Linked DNA regions of Mus musculus: regions 2 and 3 are each linked to region 1. The links are chromatin contacts, called in public promoter capture Hi-C maps. All regions are on one chromosome and are shown on one strand. Each heading gives the region's core, a stretch centred on a gene start, on an enhancer-like site or on the middle of the called end of the contact. The rest is flanking DNA. Distances are from core to core; before and after follow the strand shown.

The links. Promoter capture Hi-C pulls out the DNA fragments that hold promoters and counts their contacts.
Region 2: a promoter capture Hi-C map of embryonic stem cells shows a contact between it and region 1, with 2.7 times the contacts expected there. The contact joins the promoter of Aldh1l2 here to the promoter of Zfp938 in region 1. A contact is called at or near these places in 3 of 39 promoter capture datasets (embryonic stem cells, liver and pre-B cells).
Region 3: a promoter capture Hi-C map of liver shows a contact between it and region 1, with 2.3 times the contacts expected there. The contact joins the promoter of D10Wsu102e here to the promoter of Zfp938 in region 1. A contact is called at or near these places in 1 of 39 promoter capture datasets (liver), 1 of 484 Hi-C or Micro-C datasets (embryonic stem cells) and 1 of 115 datasets of contacts at active chromatin or transcription factors (embryonic stem cells).

Annotation. Positions count from the first base shown.
Region 1 is chr10:82,239,854-82,242,747 of GRCm38.p6, reverse strand. It overlaps Zfp938 (zinc finger protein 938), which reads left to right and starts at 1,473. Exons shown (of 4, transcript NM_001105557.2): 1 at 1,473-1,577. The coding sequence starts at 1,575.
Region 2 is chr10:83,532,630-83,535,523 of GRCm38.p6, reverse strand. Aldh1l2 (aldehyde dehydrogenase 1 family, member L2) reads left to right here and starts at 1,384. Exons shown (of 23, transcript NM_153543.2): 1 at 1,384-1,557. The coding sequence starts at 1,510.
Region 3 is chr10:83,358,865-83,361,758 of GRCm38.p6, reverse strand. D10Wsu102e (DNA segment, Chr 10, Wayne State University 102, expressed) reads right to left here and starts at 1,538. Exons shown (of 4, transcript NM_026579.3): 1 at 1,386-1,538. The coding sequence starts at 1,500.

The DNA of each region.
Region 1 (2,894 bases), core at 224-2,723:
CTGCTAGGCAAGATATGTCCCTGAGTGGCTTACCTGAATAACCCTCAGGAAGTGGTGGCCTGCACTGAATTTTAAAAGTCCAGAATACGGAGGTTGTAAGACAGCATGATAATGATGCTTGGTGGTGAAATCCACCACCAAGAGTAAGGTCTGTCAGATGGAAGGCATGCAGGCAAGGGCCTTGTGGCCTGTACCATGCACACACACACACACACACACACACACACACACACACACCAGAGTAGGGGGTTTTTCATGTGTGGTTGTCATTTACCCAGAACCTGTGTGGTCATCCCAGTAGCATAAGCAAGTGTCATAGGTACAGAACAGCAATGTTGTGGACACATACATGACATCTAGCACCTTAGTCCCAATGGGAGTCACTGCCCAGATGTGTGATGACCAGCCTTCTAGGTCCCAGATCCTTATAGGTAAGAAGAGCACACAGTAAATAATTCCAGTCTCCAGTCTGGATTCTGTGTAAGCACAGCCTGAGCAGGCCTGAGGCAAAGTCTGTACAGAAAGACAGACCTTGACACATCCTGCAAAGGGTGTTACTGGACAGGTCCTCTTTTCATGATTCTTACTCCTTTCATCACAAATGTCTTTGCTTTCTGTCTTCCTTGATTTTCTTTTCTTTGCCAACTCAGAGTAGAGTTAGTTGCTTAATGTAAAAGAAATGCCTTGGAGATAATGTACAAATAATCTGCCTGAGCAGTACATCTTAACAAACTCGGTTAACATGAGCCATTGTGTTATGCAAGACATGCTAATCTCAAACTGTCTATATCTATCATCTGACCCTGGTCACCTCCTGTTTGGGAAGCCTAATTGTTTGCATTTGGTGCCATAAATCAAGTTTCTTGCATTTTATTTGTTTGCTTGTTTTGGTTTTTCCTGACTGTTCTGAAACTCACTCTGTAGACCAGACGTAAATGTTTTTATATCCAGCTTTCACCTCCCAAATGCTGACATGATAGGCCAGTGTCACCACAAAAGGCTGGGAAAGTTAATCTTTTGGCTACTAATGTGCAGTGGAGAGAAATGTGAGCAACATTACTGTAATTGCTAATGCCTGAATGGTGCGTATCAATTAGGTAGTTTAAGTTCGACTTGGACGGGCTGGGCGCCCATATAGCTGTGAAGCAGTGGGTTCACCCCCTGTACATTGTTTAATGGTCATTGCAAGCTAGAGACCCTCTCCTGTGCCTACTCGAAGGAAGAGTGTCTACTGAGTGTAGGAAAAATGTGGGGACAACTTTGCAGTTCAGGCTCAAGTTCTACTGCAGTGCCAAACTCCTCAGGTCTGGGGCAGTTCTGTGCCTGAGGTGGAAGCCAGGGCTGGAAACATCAGTGCAATCTGTCACTGTGGGAGCTGTTCCTGTCACTCAAGCCTCACTAGCCAATCAGGGACTCCAGATGGACCGAGCAGTTAGAATGGGGAGAGCACTTCCGGTCCGCCATACTGCAGTCTTGGCTGAGGCTCTGTGGAAGTCGGCTGTGATTCCGTGTGCTTTGATGTGATCTGTTGCCGGGAGCTGGGAGGAGAGTTGTGCGAGTTTGCAGCCTGCGCCATGGTGAGCTGGATCGCTGTCCAAATGCGGGGCGGATCCGCGGGGCCCCTGTGGTGTTTGTCCAGGGGCTGCGGGGAATCAGCGTCAGGTGTTTCTCTGTTTGTTCACTTGAGTTCCCTGCACCTCCCTGAATGACCTCCTTGAGTTCCACCCCCTGCTCCGACTATGGGGAGCTCGGAGCCCTTGTGGGAAAACATCCCTGATGCTGACGTCACCATGCAGTGAGCGCCTCACTTGCTTTTACCGTCTCCAGGAAAGGCAGATTTTCTGACAGGCAGAGCTCTAGTTTCTCTGTGCCCTCTAAAGTTCTGCACCAGGCACGTGACATTCGGGTGTAGCATCCATCGCAGTTAACTGTGCGCAGTGTAAGGTCTGTGTCATTAACACATTCGCATGTGGATGCCACGGTGGTCCAGTCACGTGTGTTAGTAAGGCCAGACTCACTGTGTTCCCCTGCCTAAGTTGTCAAAATTGACACAATTTTAATGGTGTGGGTTTTTTCCTTCTCATATTTTGTCGATCTTTCTATTCTTCCCCAGGAAGTTGTTTTTTATTAGATTGTTTGCTTGGTTTGGTTGGTTGCTTGTGTATGGGGGTTTTGTTTGTGTTTTGTTTTGTTTTGTTTTGAAGCAGGATTTCTCTGTGTAGACTAGGCTGGCCTGGAACTCACAGAAGTACAAATGTGCCTCTCCTTCCCAAGGGCTGGGATTAAAGGTGTGGGCCACCACTGCTTAGCTACAATATAGCCCTTATTGCAGTTGTATTTGACAATTGAAGTCAGAGAATGTCACTGTGTGTACTGTATATATTCAATCTTTTGTTAACCAATTTTCATTCATGAGTACTGAATACTGTTTCTCATCTGCTTTCTGTTGTTGATAGCTTAAATTGTTAGACTTTTCATTGGGTCTATGGATCCATAGCTTAAAATCCATATGATAGTGATATAAGAGCCAAGATGGCAGGAAACCACATAATTACTTTCTAGTCAAGGTTTAGCTCAGCTCCCTGCTAAGGCAAGTCCATCCCAGTATACCCCTGAGCCTTTTTCATGAGGAGCTTTTAAGCACAAAAAACCATGTTGACAACATGAGTAAGGTAGTACATGTAGAGACTATCCCATAACTTTGGACTTTGATGGACTAGGCCTTTGTGTTTTTTTGTTGGCAGATGGTACTGTCTCTGTGTTGAAGTTACAGCTTGAATGGTACTGTCATCATAGAGTCAGGGCCCTTGTTACATTCCCCACTGGTCTTAGTGAATGTGTCAAATCATGATTTCATCCTATTTTAGTTTAAGATGTAGGACCCCACTGTTAAT
Region 2 (2,894 bases), core at 135-2,634, 1.3 Mb before region 1:
CTGAGTGCTCAAAAGTGAAATGGATTTAAGCAAGAAGTCAGTAACATTTGTTTCATATCATTACAAAGAAAATGCCAGACAGAGTCTCAGAGACTTCAGTAAGAATAGACACATTTCACCAAATGTTTGTTACATCTTTGGGTTAAAGAGTGTATGGTTCATGAATGTAACAAAAATAAAAAATAAATAAAAAACCAAAACTGAAGATCTTTCAGATCTGCCTTTAACAGCTTCTTTAGGTATCCAATGCCCCCCATGAGTATATAAACAAATCGAGAGAGTTGTTTAAGGGGATTAAGGATAGTGAGTGGAGTCCAACAAAAAGTAACTCATCTGTATGGATGTGACAGAGAACGCTGTGAATCTGTTCAATTAATGAATTCACAATAAACAGTTGGGAAGTAATAATCACACGGGCAGAAGAATATCAAAATACAAGAGTGAACGAAACTCCACGCAGCCCCGAATTCCAGGCTAAGGAATCCTTTTGGGACAAAGGTTTCACTACAGCATGTGTGCAAGTTTCTTCATAGAGGCAAGGCACAAATGCAGGTATGAGTTATCTACTGGGGACGAGAAGTGTGCGACAAGGCCAGCGAACAGTATCTTACCAACCCTCATCCTCAGATGATGGGGGTATCAGACTATGCCTAAAGCAAGGGTGCCCAGCGCCTTATCTTCCCAGTTCAAGCTGGAGCTCCACAAGTGTGCCTGTTGCTTTCTGGCGACTGTTAGGCAGGTAACTTTCGAAGTGTTCTAATTCATTTCTGTTGCGAAACACCCCGAGGAAAAAGCAACTTAAAGGAGAAAGGGTTTATTCAATTTAGGAGTCCAGGTTACTATCTACCATTGTCCGGAAGTCAAGGTGGGAACCCGAGGCAGCTAGCTAGTTACACTCAGAGAGAGAGAATAAATCCACACATGCTTACTGCTCAACACGTTTTTGTTGTTGTTTTTGTTTGTTTGTTTGTTTGTTTTTTTTCTTTTTTCACTCTTACTCTTAGTTCAGGGTCTAGTCCATGAAATGATGCCACCCACAATCAGGACGCATCTTCTCACCTCAGTTAACCCAAGAAATGTTCCATCCAGGTGTGCCTGGTCCAGGTAATCCCTTTCCCAGATCATCCTACCTTGAGTCAAGTTGAAAATAAAAAGTAATCCTTACAGGGTGTCCGATTAAATTATAAGGTACATCTCTCTGCCTAACTCCGCGGGTCTGAGTAATTTATGGAAGGTCCCACCTCTAGCGAACACTTAGGCTATCCATGGAGCAGAGGCGGAGTCCAGCAAGCCCTTGGGTTAGGCACCGATTCATTCCCTAGACCTGCACCAGGTCACGTGTGCTTAGGGGCAGGAGCTCTGCCAGCGGTGAGGGGCGGGACCTGCCATTCGAGGGGGCGGGGCCGTGAGCAGAGCTGGACAGAGCTGAAGCGAAGCACTCAACCCTCTGCAGCCCTGGTACCTACCCACTCCCGCCGCCCGCCTGGCAATCGCTCGCTCCTCTACATCATGCTGTGGCGGGGTAGCCAGGCGCTACGGCACTTCTCCACCAGCCGGGTGAGTCCTGTCAAGGCGAGCATCCACATCCTGGTCTTGCTTTCCAGACCTCGGGGGTTGCAGGGCCGGGACGGCAAGGCTGGGGTGGGCAGTGATGCTCAGACCTTGCTAGAAGGGACAACAGCTTTTTTTCAGACTGGAAGACTCCAGAGAAGCCTGTGGCAGTATCCGGGATGGGAATTGTCAAGTGAGCCTTTGTCTGCTGCCGGGAATCAGCTGCAGACGCGGTCTGGCTGGGATGGCAGGCTGGGGACTGACAATGAGTAAAGGGACACGAGCCAGTCTGTTTTTTTCCTTTTTGCATTTCATGACCCCGACGTGAGCAGTTTAGGGTCGGAACGGTGGATAAGTGTGAGCGAGACTGCCTTGCAAGGTCTACCAGATGAGACTGGGACCCAGGCAAGCTCAACACAGCAATCTAGGACAGCTTGATGCTTCCCGCCGAGTAGCGAGTAGTGGCGGCCAGATTTCCAGGATCACCCAGCGCTGCAGGAGTAGCCACGCTGGTGTGTTGTAAAACTGTAGAGTAAGAACCTGGCCCCGGCCCAGCTCACAGACGTGGGATTGCATCAGATCACTTCTAGAAATGGAACGAGAGCCGACACGTTGCAAGTGGCTCTGCCTTCAGCACTTCGGTGAGTCTGGGGAGAGACAACACAGCCTGTTCCGGCTAAGGAAAGCGTCTATCCTGTGCACATAATCGCTTTTGTAATCAGCACATCCTGGCTGTGTTATAAAAATATTTCTCCTCCGTTGGTATTTTTCTCTGACATTGCCATATGTAAAAAAAGTTGAAGGCAGAATCCAAATAATTGGTCAGATTTTATTTTGCTCCGTACAATCAATGCAAGTGACTTTGGGGGACAGTCATAGTTTATAAGAGACCCGTCTGCCCTGAGCTTTGGACCATTCTGCTGTGTAACCCTCAGACCCTTCCTTAGTTTCTTTAACCACTCTGGCCGTGCAATCTGGTCCTGGGGCACAGATAGCTAAGAGCCGTGTCTACTACCCTGGTCTTGGCTACCACCTTGTCAGTAAACTGTTGGGAAGCTAAAAGAAAGGAGTTTTGAAAGATGATAAGATTTCCATGCTGGGGTTTTAGAAGTTTCTATTTAAGGGGAAAAAAAAAAAAAAGCTGAACAAGCCAAGTGACAGATACCAGGAATAGAAACATAGCTGGGCAAAGCAGCAGGCTGCCACAGAGGCCCTCTGTCCCCAAGAATACATATGGGAAGGTGGCCGCAGACAGAGCTGGGAAGTGGTCATAGTTCTTCATGGTCAAAAGGAGAACAGTAAAGGATGAGGGAAGAACCGGAGATAGTTATCTACAGATAGTG
Region 3 (2,894 bases), core at 289-2,788, 1.1 Mb before region 1:
CTCCAGGCCAGCCAAGGCTATGTCTCAAGCACTAGCTGCTCTTGTTTGATTCCTAGCACCCACATGGGGGCTCAACTGGACTATAATTCCAGTACCAGAGCATTCGACACTTTGTGACCTCTTAAGGCAACAGGGATGCACAACGCACAACTTTAAACAGCACAGTTAGCAAAATGTAGACCTGCAATGAGTCTTTGATTTTAGTTAAGAAATTCAGATATGCTTTAATCCCAACACTTAAGAGGCACAGGCAAGAGTTCGAGGCTTGCCTGATCTACAGAGTAAGTTTCAGAACAATCAGGGCAACACAGAGAATCACTGTCTTGAAACACACACACACACACACACACACACACACAAAAGGTAAGTCAGAAGTCAGAAATAGGGCCCAAAAAGAGGGTTTTATGGACACAGTGCTTGCCTCCCAAATTGGAAGCGCTATTCACTCCCCACATAGTAGGAAGAGAGAATAGCCCCCTCCACATACCAGAGGTACATAATACAGAGAACCAGAAACGGTTATGTAGACTTGGGCAAGTCAGACTGGGCTTTTTTTTTTTTGTAGAATATACTTGCCTAGCTCTCCTACCTAGAAGGTGCTCAATTTAAAAAATTAATTATTCCGAGTTGCACCTTTCCAAACAAACCAACTGCCCAGTCCAAGCAACAAACACTGAAGACTCAAGCCTTTGCCCACTTTTTTTTTTTTTTTTTTTTTTTTTGTATTTTGTTCTTTGTTTATTCGAGACAGGGTTTCTCTGTAGCCCTGGCTGTCCTGGAACTCACTTTGTAGACCAGGCTGGCCTCGAACTCAAAAATACGCCTGCCTCTGCCTCTCCAAATGCTGCCAGGCTGGGCGGTTCCTAATGAACTCTACAAGGACCACCTGGCCTGGACCGGCTTGGCAGGTAGAGGAAAAAAAAAAAAAGAACCACCACCGCCCAGCGCCGGGCTGGCCTAGTCGTACCCCGGACAGACCCCGGCAGCGTCTCGGGCTCCGTGGCATCCCCTCCCAATTAGCGTCCCAGACTCCGCGGTATCTCCGACCTCCGCAGCGTCTCGGACTCTCTCGGTGTCCCATACCCCCGCAGCGTTCCAGGCTCCCCGGCATCCCTAGCCATCGCAGGGTCTCTGGCTCCTCGGCGTCCGCGGCCCCGCAATAACCCGGACCCCCGACTCCCCACAGCGTCTCGAGCTCCTTGGCTTCCCCGGCCCTGCCGCGTCTCGGGCGCCTCAGTGTCCCAGAACCCCGCAGCGTGCCCGGTCCCCGGTAGCATCCCCAACCTCCTGCAGTGTCTCCAGTAGCGTTCCCGGGTCCCGCAGTGTCCCTGACCCAGCAGCGTTCCGTGTCCCTCCAACCCACCCCGCTCTCCACCGTCGCTCACCTCCCGAACCCTCGCTCCCCGCCGTCAGCAGCTCCCTGGACACCGTGACCTGCGAGCAGGCTACAGAAGACGAAGAAACACCAGGACCGGTCCCGCGCTCGCCCTGGAACTCCATGCTTCCAACCCAGCGCCACTGAAAGAAGCCCGGATATAGGAAGGCACGGGGAAGGGGCGGGGTCAAGGCAGCAATTGGCCGAAACTAGGAGGTGGGCGGTGACTTACGGGTGCGTGGCCAGAGCTCGCGCCTAGAGATGAAGTTCAGACCCACGGGAACCGGAAGCGGGGGTGGGGCCGAGGCGGGGTGGAGGATGGGAACAAGGCACCACACTGCGTGGGCGGAGCGCTGCGGATGCACGTGTCAGGCGCCTAGTCTACCCCAGCCCAAGTCTAGCCCTAGTCTCCTCCTTTATTGTTGTTAGAAAAGAATCAACCCGGCTTGGTCAAGCTAAGCAAATGCAAGCATGAAGAAGGTGGTGCGAGGCCTTTGTCGTTATTTCCATTTTTGTTGTTGTTTGGGGAGGTTTCTGTGGTCTTCAGTTTGTAGCAATCCTGCTTTAGTCTTCCAGATGCCATAGAGGTGGGAGCCACCACACCCAGTTTCTTTTCATTTTCTATATTTTATTTTTTGTCATCCTGGCTGGCCCAGGTTGACTTCAAAATCACCATTTTCCAGCTTCCATTTCCGTGTACTTAAATCTACAGCCGCCCATTACCATACTTTGTTGTTTGTTAAAGCCTCACCAAGTTACCCCGGTTGACCTGGTACTCAAAGTCCACCTAGGTCCTAAATAGCCTGGATTTCAGGTCTGGATGACCAGACCCCAGCTTAGTTTACTATTTAACTGTAAACACAAAACCCAGAAGTGTTAAGAATGCTGTTTACGTTGCTATATATACAGCATGCCTTTGGAACACTGTCATGTCAAAATCCTAAAAGGTTGTTCCAGGTGGTAGTTAAAAGGTAGAGCTGTGAGTGAGGCACTGAGTTTGGTCTCCTACAGAAAAACAAATCCTTCATTTCTAAAAAGCTGAAACAAAACCCCTGAATGACAAACCCCATTCCTCCCCTCTTCCTGCCCCTGGGACCCAATGCTCATGGTTTTGTTGAGAACAAGCGAAAGAAACGTATTCCAAGTGCTACCATTTCATTTCCAGACTCCCATTTAATCATAGGGAGAAACTTAATTCACGGTCCCAGTCTCTAGGGAAGCTGGGGACTTCCCTATATCAGAACAGCTTCTGTTGTAAACAGTTGTCTGTGTGAACGCATCTCCTCAGGGACAATGTGTAAGGAGACAGTTATCTGAGTCCAGCCATCTCAGGGACAACTTCTCCATCTTGCTGGCAGGGTCAAGCAAGTTCATGTTCCCAGACCTAGGAACGAACACCTGTCCCAAGTCTACATGTTTTCCTAATTGTCTGTTAACTGGTAGAGAGCAGAGGAATTGCTATTATCTAAATCAAGGTGTGTAAGTTTTAAAAATATATAACTAATTGCCTGGTATGCAC